2 separate regions of the Bombyx mori genome follow, and region 1 is linked to region 2. Evidence: chromatin contacts called from public Hi-C data. All regions are on one chromosome and are shown on one strand. Each heading gives the region's core, a stretch centred on a gene start, on an enhancer-like site or on the middle of the called end of the contact. The rest is flanking DNA. Distances are from core to core; before and after follow the strand shown.

Region 1 (7,119 bases), core at 1,980-4,479, 130 kb after region 2:
GTTTCGGTTTGGAGGGTGGGGCAACCGTTGTAACTATACTGAGATCTTAGCACATTCTTAGAACTTATATCTCAAGGTGGGTAGCGCATTTACGTTGTGGGCTGATGTTGATGTCTATGGGCTCCAGTAACCACTTAACACCAGGTGAGCTCTGAGCTCGAGCACCCAACTAAGCAATAACTTTTTTTTTTATTAACTACTATTTATACATCTATATATTTTTAAATCTATGACTATTATCAGACTAACTGAACACAGTTCTAAAAGAGAGATAGAAGACCTACAGCTATTTTTGTTCGTCCTAGGACATGTTGGAAACCCGTACGGATAGGGACCACCATCGTGCCTATTTTTGACACTACCTAATCTAATATTCGTGTCGCGGTTGAACAATTTGAGACTCCAGTCACCACTAAGCATCAAGCGTATCCAAAGTTCCTCTACTTAAAGCACCTATTTAAAAAAAAAACTTTAGATGTCACCGAAGCGACCACCAGCTCGGTCCTAACGAATGCACCGACAAGCATCCAGAGTATCCTCCCAAATAGAAAAGGAAACATAACTTGTCAACTAAAAAGGATGTATATATGAAGTTGCACAATCCGCACGCCAGCCGCTGGCGGCGGCTGCGGCGAAATTGACCAATTTGTTTATTTGTTTTCATTGGCCTCGCTGAACTTGACTCCCCATTATCGCATTCACGGGAGGAAGGCGTATCATTAATTCGATTATTCCGTGGGACCGGATTGTCTTGTACAAGCTGTTCGATTGCACATGTACATACCACAAAAATTACATTAGTACATTTTGGAACGTAGTTCCTTATGGGACGATACGGTGGGGTACCCTAACCGGGAAAAACGTCCGTAACGTAAGATTTTTATTAGTAATGCACACAGTGTACGACTTAACTTTGTAATAACGTACAAAAAATAACATATTTTCTTATCATTCATTGACCACGATCTCAGAGCGTTCGTTTACGCAATACACCAACTCTTATGCAAACAACCGTGAATGAAGTGTACCACAATAAGTTCGCACGTTACAGAATGACCGTGGGTTGTTGCGAAACTTCCAGTTTTATTTTCTTTATACCTCTAAAATAACTTAAAATTAATATTTTTATAATAAGAAACTTCGTTCCTATCCGGTGTCCCACGATACCACACATCTTTTTTTCCTATATATAAAATGAATCTACGTAATTCTGCAAAATATCCTTCATTCGTCTTTTTTCACTGATTTCTACGTTTTTGGTATCAAATTAAGATAAAGAGTTACATAGGATTTGCATTTTGCACAAGAAGCGCATTCAAACTAATAGTAGCCTATTAGTTGGGAGTCAAAATCCGAAGTCCTTCAAATTTGAGATCTGAGGACTTAATGATATTGTAAATTGTGGCACGGCTACCCATTAAGGCCAGATGCACAAATGTTTGAGATAGAAATATCTGATTAAAAAAAAACAGAAACAAAGGATCTCACGTAATAATATAGTTATAGTTATATATAATAATAGTTCATTATATTAATAATCAGAAGAATTTCCAACTCTGAGCTGTGTTACTAGTGCTAACTACGCTGAAGGAGGAGGAGGTATTCACTAGGCATTACCTAGTAATTACTATCTATACTGCTTACTTCCACTTTTGGTCGTTAGATAACCTATTTCTATAGAAAAATCTTCGCCTTCTAGACACCGATAGCACGTCTCAAACTGGATTGCAGCATCCAAGTTAAAGCTATCCTTATTTCTGACAAGCAAAAGTAACATAAAGCACGACGACTTGTATATAGGTGTTGACAGCGATCACTTCCAGACAACCACTGTGCATAAGCATAGCACATAAGCAAGTTAGTAGAACTAGGAATGTTGCGGTATTTGATTTAAATTATATTTTAATTTTAACTAATATATTAATCACATAACATTACTATTACTCTTTAGTCAAACAATATTATAAACACAATAAAATTGTAACATAATGCCATTTGTTTTTTTTTTTTCATTTTGCTGCAATTAAGGTCTAAGTGACATCATGCACTGGTCACAATGGTAGGAAGGGACATGCGTCACTCCATGCGTTTTGTTTTCTTCCCATTTTCCTGCCACGCAAATAAATTTACAGCGGTTAACTTTGTTGCCAATTTAATAGATACTAAAAGAAACGTTTTTTTCAAAATTTTATTTCATTTGTAGATTCCCAAAAGAAACGAAGGAAAACGTGTCTCTACCTAAAGTCCAAACCTTTAGAATTTTATTAAGCTTACGATAAAGACCAGATATGTGAAGTGTTTCATTTAAATCAATCGATTAATAGATACTAGACTGGACTTCGTATCAAAAGTCTTCGAATTTAAATTAAATATAAATATAGAGCTCAGAATAACCATGCTTAAAGATCGTTATGAACAATTCTAACAACTTAATAGAAACCGCTTATTCAACAAAACCAAAATAAAATCAATGTACACATCTGAATATTATTATAGTCATAACTTGTCCGTATTGCTTTATTAAAGCTCTTTGCTTTAAGAAGGGTGAACTCCAATCTATCAAATTAATTTAATTAAGGCTAATTCGTAGTTCTGAATTATCCGGCGATCAAAATTAAGTAACTTTGAAGAATGTTTGAATGAGATGTAAACTTCTACGAGTACATACAAACTAATTAGTAATAGCTTGTCGTGCGTATGACTCTACACAAGGATACGGGTCTAACTATGAACTACGAGTTTGTCTATTGGCAGGAGACAATACCTACGGACGTGATGCAATAACCAACTTCTTCTATACAAAAGCACTCTTGACAAAATGCGTAGCAGGAAAACGGGGATCGATTCGCGAAAGCACACAACGAAAGCTTGAGCGGAAGCACGCGAACGCGCACAGGAGTCCGCTTCACGCTCTAGTGCTGTCGCTCTATATACCTCTATACTACAACAAACAATCCACTAAACCAGAAGCTTCTACTCTTCTACTTCACTACAGTTGCACACTTGCACTTCGACACTAAACTTTTGCACAAACTCCGTACCTTCTCCGGTCACTCGATCCATCCGCCTCCTTTTGTTTCTTTGCTTGGCCGCCACGAAAACAAAACGGACCGAAGGACGCAAGTGAAAAATAAACAAAAAGGGAATCGAAGTTCGCGATCGCGTGACTGTTGCGTCCCGCTTGTGATATAACACGCGCGTCTGTACGCGACTAGGGTCGGCGGCGGACTGGCGCGTAACGTGCGGCCGCACGCAGCTGCCGCGGCGGCCAATGGCGCGCGGTCACGTGACGCCCCGCGCCCGCACACGCTTGTTTACAAATAATAATAATACGCCGGTGTAGAGCCGCGTAGCGCGTAGCCGTCGCCGCTACGCACAGCTGTCGTTGCATTTGGCGGGATTCGATACGGAGCACATTCGCTTCAAAGCTTCGATCTGTTTACTTGAAGCTTTCGCGTCCGCGTCGGCGTTATTATCGATCGGTGCGTGCTTGCAGCGGTACCGCGACGCACTTCGTTTTTGTAATGACTCATTCTTCGGTGCGAAGCTTTCAAAGTTTTAAAAAGTACACCTTTCCTAAGATTTACTCCCAAATCCAGAAAAGCTTAATCGAATTATTTTCTCTGTTCGTATTCGGAAAGGGGCGCGTTATATTCCCCGTTTCGCGACAGGTTGGTGTTTCCGATTGTTTTGCGTTTAGTGCGTAAGGTGCAAAGAGGGTAAGCTCCCCGTGCAGGCTACATCCAGCCCCTGCCCTGAGGAGCCCCGCTCTACACCGACCACGGCCACACTCGACTCGCTCGTTTTCATATGACCCCCTCGTAAAACACTGCCCTATCGAGAACGTATATATTGTCCCAATTTTCTACTAAGTATACTCTGATCTATAGGGATAAATATAATCGATTATTAATTGATTTTACAAACATAAAGTCACGAAATCGATTATAACAGAGTGCGAGGTAATTAAACGTCTCTATGTCATATGATGCCCAGTGTGTTCACATCGACGGACACATCTAAGTCCCGTTTAAATATTTGCGGGTAGATATAATTTTTTCATAAAAACATAACTACATAATAGAGACTCAGGAATGTTTGATTTGTGTTATTTATTGTGAACTCGTTCGGCTTGGTCTCACAGACCGCCGTTTGCTGCTCATGCTGGGTGGTGGCATTCTCGGAGTGACATTTACAACCTCCAGTAATATAATACAAAGTGAGCGTTGGCTGGTCTATCTATTTTACAGCAAAAAGTAATAATTTCACCACTCTACATACATATTTGTTTGACTCTACATTAATCTTCAGAGCTTTTGAATGTATTATATTTATTTAATTTTGCAACTGAATAGATAGGTTTCGTGCTTAAATATCTCTAGGAGCTAGATAGAATCCAATTCAGAGGGATGTATGTTTTTTACAAAACTTTTAGGAATATACTTAGTCACACGGTTCCGAGAAAACTCATAGAATAGTATTCGCGTAGTAAACTGGGGGCTAGTTCACCCCCGAGCTGTGAGTCATCAGAATTTCACCTCCTACACGAATTACTCAGCTCTGTTCACTCATTATCTATTTGTCACGATCTCACCATCTGCCGTTATAATTATATTGTAGTTAGGTCCAATATAATTGCGAAGAACCGAAGTGCTCACAATGTAATTGTAATTCAAATTCGAACACTTCAAAATACTGAAAAAAGAGCAACCAATCAATCCGTTTGCTAAATGAAGTATTTAATAACAGAGAGTTCTTAGTTTACTTTCTGGTATTTTAAATAAAAAGTATTGCAACGCTTGCAAACTTATCCCGTGCATCGTGGCGCCAATTTTCGTCGTTATAAAAGTGCGTAATATCGATTACCGGCTCCCTTACCCAGCATTTTGTCTCTTTCGCACGACGCACTTCCGAGTGCACAGAACGAGAAGAGCTTAAGCGCAACCGCAGCGACTTTACCGCGCCGAAGTGTTCCGTAGTCCGCAAACTGTGCGGACTTAGGTCGTTTTTCCGCGCGCCGGTTGTCCCCCGTCGCGGTTGCTATGACGACCGATCTGTCACACGCACAGAACATAAAACGCAAGCATTGATTTTTTCCTCGCTTCCTCTTTACTTTTACGCGTGTCGAGTTTTTGCTTGAGTTTTATTTTTTTATATTATTTTAAGGCGTCATTGCGTGAAGTTTTACACTAAGCACTTAAATGTGCATTAGATATTTTTGATCCATACCTAGTCTTAAATTAATGAATCACATAATCTATTTTTGTTTGTAGCACTACGTTAAAAACTAAGGTTATGCATCTCTCCCTTTCATATTAGGATAGTTGGAGTGAACAAAGTCATTTAGATTTGGATTGATTGAAAGTTCGATGAAGAAGTTTTAACTTACTTATAATAATAATACAAATTGATGACGTCATCGACTTCCGAATTACCATAGGGATAGTGAATGTTTTAAATCTCCAAAACGCATTTCAATCACATCTCATCATGCTATATAGTAAATATAATATATTTTCAAAAATATTCATTTACCTACACGAGGCAGCCAAACTTGGATTTCAAATGAAATGCTTGGTGTTTGAATGCTCGAATTTAAGTTACATTGTAGTTATAATTAAAATTTACTAATAATATATCTCAACCAAAAGTTCGCTTACTAAATATAAGACTATAAATGTGAGAAAACGTGTGGAGAATATATTGCTTTGAGTGTTTTTCAAATTATTTAATTTTAAGAGTCGTAGGACTCAAAACGCAAAAGATGTTTACAATTCCTAGAAATGACAATACGTAATTATACAACAACATTTACTTTAGCAGAATAATTGCAAGAAACGAAGATAATTTTTGCACAATATTCAGTAATTGCTCTAAAATCAACATTTCAAATCGTAATTCTTTTGAAAACATCAAAGGAGCTTTTGGACGAAGAAAACCAAGTAAAGCTTCAAGGGAAAATTTGTTAAGGTAGGCTCGGAAGCCCCAAGGGTGCGAGCCCAAGGGTTGGCCATCCCTTACAGATGCTGTTTCCAACCCTAACTCTCTCGTTAACTTAATAGAAGGAAAATATGTTCGATGCAGAGCTGTGAGATCTTCATGAATAATGTGTTGTATTTGTGTACTCAAATATTAATTCTGGCTGGAGAATATTTACCTTTAATTCTTATTATTAAGATAAATAATGGCCGAGCATTGTACTTATGTAGATTGGTTGCTGGTCAAATGTAAGAAACGACTCATTGCAGCCAAATGTTGATTAGTTAGTAGATTAATAGACTCATTGCCATTTGTATTATTCGAACCATTTACCATTTATCATATTACCAACAAATAGTTTTGTGTTCCTTATTTGTTGTCTCTTTATGTATAACATACTGAGATGATTACAAATTTTGTTGCCCTTTATGGATGGATGAAAATACGGCCCACCCGATGGTGAGTGATCGTCGTCTACTGTAAATAGTAAATAGTAACGTAGCTTTCATTTTTACTTAAATTTAATTTACGGAGCTTGAATTCCTAATATAACTATCAAATAATTTATTCGGTTTTTGCAAGACGTACAAATAGTTTATATTTTTTTAAGCGGTTTAATCTATATGTTATTTGTTATATTCAATTTATAATAATAAAGTATATAGTCGGATATTTCCGATATTTCAAAAATATTACAGTTTTTAAGTAATTGTATATAAGGTGATGTTCGTCGATGTTTCAATATTGCACCAGTTACCGTTACCAAAGCTGTGACTACGAATCTTATCTCCATATGGGCTTTAAGCCTGTTTACCCATCTACGGAATAAAAGAAAGCCAAGGGTCCGTCTTGAGACATAATATGGCAGGAATTATTTCATTCCCGTCATTGTCTCATCAGTGGAGTAGATTTCATCTGTAATGACTAGGAGTATCCGCATTCTTACCCGGTGCGCTTTCAGTGAACTTTTTTTGCCGCGTACCACCCGTTTCTGGAGTGAACTCATCCTCCAAGTTATTTTTGGGCGTGTTCACAAGTATTACTTCAAACGAGTTTTAAATATTCCTAAGTGATAGGCAACGGCTCTGCAATGTCCCTGGAATTGCTAACGTTAACAGGCATTGGCAACCACTCACCGTC
Region 2 (7,448 bases), core at 2,360-4,859:
ATCGTAAAATCAATGCCGATAACAGCAACAAATTATTCCATTGTATGAAATTCTTTAGTTACACGTTTTGAAAACAAGAGGGCGCTAGCGACTACATATTTAGATAAAGTTTTTAGTTTCAAACCATTACAATATGAGTCAGCAGACGGGCTAAATGCCTTTTTACAAACGTGTCAAGATAGTGTCAAAGCATTAAAATCATTAAACATACCAGATTTATCAAGTTTTGTTTTGTTTTATGTATCTTTGCGTAATCTGGATTCAACTACTAGGCGCGCATTTGAAAACAAAAGTGTACCGGGTGATCTTCCGACATTTGAGGGTCTTATCGCTTTCGTGGAAAACCAGGTCCGTATCCTGGAGATGTCGGAAAGTAAATCGGTCTCAAACCAAAGCATAGACAATGCAAAACCTATATACGCAAAGGGTTACCAGAATACCAGTCGTTTTGATAAAAAGCTTAATAATTCAAATGCCAGGGTAGGTGCGCCTAGAGCATCTTTGGCTTCAGCCGCAACTGCGGCTACTAAAAATCTTCAGAATGAACAAAACTCGAATGAAACTTTAAATAAAATAAAAAAATGTTATTATTGCGGGAAGCCTCATTCAATATATCGGTGCTTCGAATATAGTGATCTCACTCCTGAACAACGGCTTCAAAAAATAAAACAGTTGAAGCTATGTGAAAATTGTTTGCGTGATGATCATATATTAAAGAGTTGTCCATCTAGGGTACGTTGTACAGTCTGCAAAAATATGCACCATCACACACTTCACATCGATGCTGGCGCTGGTGCCAATTCGGGAAATAATGCCAGCTCGGTGGCTCTTACCGTTTCTACAACTTCGACAGTCTTGCTCGGAACCGCAGTTATACACGTCGCAGATTGTTGGGGCATTTATCAACTCGTACGTGCTATAATTGACAGTGGTGCCATGACGGGCTACATAACTCAAGACTGTGCATTAAGGTTAGGACTAGGGCGGAGAAAGTGTGATTTCGATTCCATTGGTCTAGGTGCCAAGCCTATTGCGGATCTGGGGCTAACTACCTGTACTGTAAAACCGCGTCAGTACGATAGCCCCATATTAACTACCGATGTAGTCATAGTTGCAAAAATAGCCGGAAATATACCGACTATGTCTATCTCAGATGATGTGATCCGTAAATTTCAAAATCTTTCACTTGCTGATCTAACTTTTGGTACATCGGGTCCCATCGACATGTTATTGGCCGGTGATCTATTTCCTCAAATTTATGATGGAGAAAAGATCATGCCACAAGATAAGAACATGCCGGTGGCATTGCATTCCATTTTCGGCTACGTCATCGCAGGTCAAGTATCGATTTCGGGTCATAGAACTGTAGACACGGAAAATCATCATATCAAAAGCGATAATACAAAATCATTTGTGGCTCTTTCTGTGAACTTGGAGCAGGAAACGCAGTCTTTCTCGGAGACAGAAAGCATTTGTTTCATCAAACCACAGCATCCAGATGACATATTAGCGGGGACATTGTCTGATCGCAATCATAACCGTGATAAGAAAAGTAGATGTTTCGTAAACTACCCTTTGCAACCTTTTTATAAACTTGGTGTTTTATCTGGAACAGAAGAACGTAAATATATTGATATAGAAAAGAAGTTGGAACGCGATCTGAATTTAAAATTCATTCGTGAGTACGAAAGTCTTGGTGGACACAGGAGCCACGTAGGCGCGGTACAAAACGTGGATTCGATATTTATCATCCCGCATCTTTGTATTGTGTGGCTTTCTAGTACAACAAATAAATTGCGAGACGTGTTTAACACATCATGCAAAACAATACATGAGTGGTTTAACGGCCTCCATCGGCTTAATGACTTCCAGTCAGAGGGTCCAGTTAAACCTATAACTCTAAGCCTAAAACAAAAAACTTTAAGTACTGTACTTGTCTCAACAGAAGTCATAGAAGCATATTCACCGTTGGACCTCAATAACAGATACTCTAGTTTTAGTAAGCTTGTGAGAATAATCGCGCGGTCTTACTTGTTTATCCACAACTGTCGAGTCTCTCAATCAGAACGTAGATCGCTGTTTGTGGATGACAGCAGAAAGGCTCACGACATTATTATTAAAATCGTACAAAGTCATTTATTTGTGGACGACATTATGGCCTTACAAAAAGGTCAGAGATGTTCTCAGAGTTTGCGGAAACTAATTACCTTCATGGATTCAAACTGTTTCCTCAGGGTGGGGGGTAAATTGTATAATTCTAGTCTTTCACCTGATAGGAAACATTCTTTACATTTACTCAAAAATTCAATTTTTACAAACATTTTAATAGATTGTCATAAATTTTATTTATATGTTGGTCCTAGCACTTTGCAAGGAATTACAACAAGTCAATGTCTCATGATTATTTCAGATAATGCCAATTTTGTGTCGGCTACGAAACATTCAGCAGATGTTACGCATTTTTTCGAATCACACTTAGAAAGCTTATCAGGAGAGCTTGTAGCGCGTAATATTCGTTGGAGCCACAATCCTCCGAGTGGTAGTCATTTCGGTGGTCTTTATGAATCTGCAATAAAATCTGCTAAATTACATTTGAAACGGACTGTGGGAAACAAATCATTATCATTCGAAGAGCTCGGAACACTTTTTGCTCGAGTTGAAGCAGTTCTTAATTCGAGACCGCTATGTCCACTGTCTAACGATCCAATGGAGTTCGAAGTGCTAACGCCAGCACATTTCCTGATCGGGCGTGAATTGTTGGCTGTACCGGCATTCGATATCAGTGAGCAACGACTTTTACCTCGCGAGCGGTGGCAAATTGTACAACAATTTTCACAACTTTTTTGGAAACGGTGGCGCCAAGATTACCTTCACACACTTCAACAACGACAAAAGTGGTTCAACAGCTGTCGAAATTTAGTAATTGGAGATTTAGTTTTAATTAAATCACATGCACCACCTTTACAGTGGGATCTAGCGCGAGTCACTGAGCTTAAGCCTGGTGCGGATGGTATCGTGCGAGTTGTTAAAGTTCGTACAAAAAATAATGAAATGACACGTCCTGTCGTTAAGCTTTGTCCGCTCCCAATAGCGACGGACACAGAGTAAATCGTATGACACAGAAAACGTAATAAGATTACATAAAGGTAGGTCTTTGTGTGATCTCCCTTTTAGTTATAAGTCAAGTTTATTGTTTAAATACTTAGATTTAATTACTTAAAATAATTTTACTAAATACAGTCCACTGTGAAACTGAATCATCAAAACATTGTTATTGGTATCGTAATGGGAAATCCGGGCGGATTTCGGTGGGGGGAATGTTCGATTTTGGGGTTCACATTTTGAAATCTCCCGCCAACTTGCCCGGTACCCGCGCAATCTACTGAGCGCGACACTAGCGCTACGTGTTGCCGCAGTTTGTGCAACATTTGAAAAAGGAGTGGTGAAATCTTTGAGCAGTTGGCGGTAAGTCCGTAATTCTTTAAATCTTTAAAATATCATAAAACTGAGCTATCGTACAACGTGTATTGGCTAATCTTCAAGAGTTCACAGGTTTGGTGTAAATAAATAAATGATATAATAATTCTGAGAAAGTGGATCTGAGCCGGCCACATATGTCATCGCACTGAGTCAGTAGGGCATAAAAGTACTAGAGTTAAGATCTCATGGGCAGCGTAACATGGTTAGATAACAAATGAAGAGATCTTCATTGGATGGACGCAGGTAAAAAGAGGATATAAAAAAAAAATAAAAAAAATTTAAGCAGTTAATGTAATAATGCATTGAACAGTAAAAGCAATGAATACAAGATTTGCATCGTAGAATTACCTAATGACGAATGATTCATTCTATAACGGGCCAACAATAATAATATGACTGTTGCAATTACTATCGAGAATAGAACTAGCTGTAACACGGATCTTGATAACGATTTGTGAATTGTATTTATAGGCTGTTATACGAATTATTTCCCACGGACTATCTAGATTTCGTGTGAGAGATTGTTTTAAATACAATTTCATAAAAACAAGACGTTCCAAATTGTTGCTTGGTTTAAAAAAAAATACAATTCTGAATTTGAGCAATCAAATTGGTAATTACGATAAGATAAATGTAGACCTGTGACGTAATTGTGTCGATCGATTATGAAATCACAAAACAGAATCTGCTATATTACTTGTCGTTCATAACCTTAATTATCGTATATAATAACCATTATGACTAAGCCAGAACGAACGATATCGAATATAAATTCATTACAATAAATATTCCGAAGTAATATTGTTCATTCGCAATAACAAAGCTTCACCTACTGCACGGTAGATGGCGATAGTATATCTCAAATTTACAGTTAGCTTTATTTAGGTCTTGACGATTGTTTTGTTTTATGAAAGTTTTTACAGTAACAAATAGAAATTGAGTGTTTTCATTTAAATATATACACGTAGCTTAAACTGTATTGGTAAGTAAATGTATCATAAATGAAAGGTACTGAAAATATTTTTACTTTGAGATTTTCCAAATTTTAGGTATAATTAATAGAAATGTTGATTATACGATTTAATCTTATTCTAATTTTATAATACATATTATGAAACACATTACAGTTCCTGTGATGAACCAATACGGGAAAAATTATGTTAAAGAAAGTTATTCATATCAAATAGCCTGCATAATTTAGGTTACTTTTTCTTGTGTAAAAGAAAAACATAATGTTCACAAATATATTTACATCGACTGTAAATCTTTAACAACTCTTTTGAATTCACTACTCAACGAAAGTGTTTGAGAAAGTGTTTTTTTACTGGTGGTAGGACGTCTTACGAGTCCGCACGGGTAGGTACCACCACCCTGCCTATTTCTGTCGCGAAGCAGTAATACGTTTCGGTCTGAAGAGTGGGGCAGCCGTTATACTGTGAAAACTGAGACTTCGAAGTCATGTCCCAAGATGGGTGACGGCATTTACGTTGTAGATGTCTATGGTCTCCGGTAACCACTTAACACCAACCAGGTGGGCCGTAAGCTCGTCTACCCATCGAAGCAATAAATAAATAAAAAGGTAAAAAAGTAAGTGTCCAATCGAAGTTGTGTTTATGAAGTATTTCTAGACCGTGACTGCGCTTAGTTCGTTTTAAGAAAATAAATAGTACCCCAAAATTCTTAATTAAAATTCTTCATTCAAATCAAATTCATTAAAACTAAAAACCGTAATAACTACCCGTTAAACAAATACTGTTTATAAATTAAATAGATGTGAAACTTTAAAACAATTAATAACGATCAAAATTTCATATACATACATACATATATCATTGAAGTCTGTTCTTAAGATAAGACGACAATGAACTACGTTGCAAAGGATTATTCGAGTCTATTAAAATACTGTGAGTCATATGATTCATATGATTTGTTCGAATTACGAATCTTCGTCGCCATACCAACTCTTTCTATTGTTTCCCTCTTATTTGTTACCCAGTCTGCTTTCGAAGTCTGACAATCATGCAAGCTTTGATAGATTTGATGTTGACAAATCACCTTAACGTGACGATGTCTTTACTAAGCCGACAAACGATTGGGCGAAGTATGAGCAGTATGAGCATCAAAAGCTATTGGTTTGAAATGATCTAAATATAGTATAAGCGTATGTGTTATTAATTTAAAGTTCACACTTCATTTTCTCCTCCCGATCCTCCTGATCCACTAACGGTGCTTTTAACCTCAATCGCTGGCCTTCGTTCTTGCGACGAAGGGCTTGACGAGTGAATTAACCCATAGACACAGCCCACTGAGTTTCTCGTCGGATCTTCTCAGTGGGTTATGATTCCGATCCGGTGGTAGATTCTGCTAAGCACTGCTCTTGCTAGGGCTAGTGTTAGCAACGTCGTCAGGTTAGAGCCCCGTGAGCTCACCTACTCGCTATGTGAATCTACTCTGTCATCTCTCAATCACTAGAATAGGTACGAAAAAAATAAATTAAAGTACAGAACGATAGCTAGTCGCAATGACTGTACAATACAATAGTTTATTCCGAACTGATAATTTATATATGTAGTACAAATATCTTCCCGCGGTTGTCGTAAAGGGTGACCATTGGCTTCTTCTGGCTATTGTCTTATGCCAGCGATAGCATTCCCAAGTTGTGGGGCCGCTGTGGGGTTAACGTCAAACATGCAGTAGTCAAATCATGCTAAATCCCTATGCAGCATGGTTAAAGGACATGCGCCGACCCCACATATTCTGAGCAAGAACAGGAAGAAGAATCTGCTATACCTACACTATCTTATCTGCTTTACATATTGTTACAAGGAAAACATTGTTATTTTTCTGTTACTTCAAACTTTTGTTACTGGACTTTGCGTTAGTTTGTACATTATATGTATAACGGCGTTTTAAAAATATGAAACTAATTCAAGATGGCTTCCATTGATCTGAATACAATAATGATACGTTTGACTTTATCATTCGACTCCGTTTTAATATCACAAGAAAATTTAACACAAATGCGAAATATAACGAATATTCATTCACTCTCGTGAGTGACAAGTTCCAATTTTAGATTTAATAATAATATTGTTTATTTATTTCATTAATAGTGTTTTGGCCAGACTGCATATATGACGGGAACGTAAATAAAATAGATGTTGTTAATCCAAGCCGATTAGATCGAGAAAATAATTTTAACACTACATATTTGTTGGTAGACATGTCAGCATCTTGTTATTGTTAACCGGTTGTTAACCCTGATCACCCGTGAACACACTTTAGACTAACTATATACTACTTTTAGGAAAACTGAAAACAGGTATTACATGTTTTTGTCTTTTTTCGGTTTTTTGTCTTGATGTCTTGATATTAAGATATATTTTTTTAACAATTTTATTCGACGGGATCAATGGCAAACATACTGCCTCTTCCAATATGTACCCTCTGTACTGTTGAGCCAAGAAAGCGTTTATTGATGAATATCATCATCATCAGTAAACTATAGCAGTCTATTGCTGGACATGGGCCTCTCCAATTGCATGCCACTGAACACGATCCTGGGCTTCTCGCGTCCAGCTCTTGCCAGGCACCATAGATAATACATATAAACTAGTTATAGATATGCAACTCAAGCAATCAACAAAAAGTTTACGGGCGTCGGCCACTAGATGGCTTCGCTTCGATTAGTTTCTCATTGCTCCTGTAGTAGATGGCAGTAACATATTATTACCTATCCTATATTTTATTTTTAATGAAGGATTTTGTAAATTTTCAGAAACCACTAATTGATAAAATCTAATCAATTTGTGTATAACAAATAAAGACTTGTATGATTTTTTTATTTTCTGTGTTTAGTTACACAATAATGAAATGTCTTAACTTTAACAATATATAAGTACACGGGCATCCGCCACAAGATGTCGATAGTTTCCATACAAAAAAAAATATTTGTCTTAAAGTATCAT

The links. Hi-C and Micro-C count contacts between places; a contact is called where the count stands out from the background.
Region 1: a Hi-C map of middle silk gland shows a contact between it and region 2, with 2.9 times the contacts expected there. The contact joins the promoter of LOC101743969 here to the enhancer-like site in region 2. A contact is called at or near these places in 4 of 7 Hi-C or Micro-C datasets (middle silk gland, posterior silk gland and whole pupa).

What each region holds. Positions count from the first base shown.
Region 1 is chr22:3,145,689-3,152,807 of ASM3026992v2, forward strand. LOC101743969 (methylcytosine dioxygenase TET) reads right to left here and starts at 3,230. Exons shown (of 12, transcript XM_038019059.2): 1 at 3,042-3,230.
Region 2 is chr22:3,012,507-3,019,954 of ASM3026992v2, forward strand. All of the region lies in intron 4 of LOC101743969 (methylcytosine dioxygenase TET), which reads right to left. Among protein-coding and RNA genes, the nearest start is that of LOC101741344, 56 kb to the left of the region's middle. Within about 2 kb of position 3,610, at least 4 of the 8 cell types and tissues checked have open chromatin away from gene starts, as enhancers often do.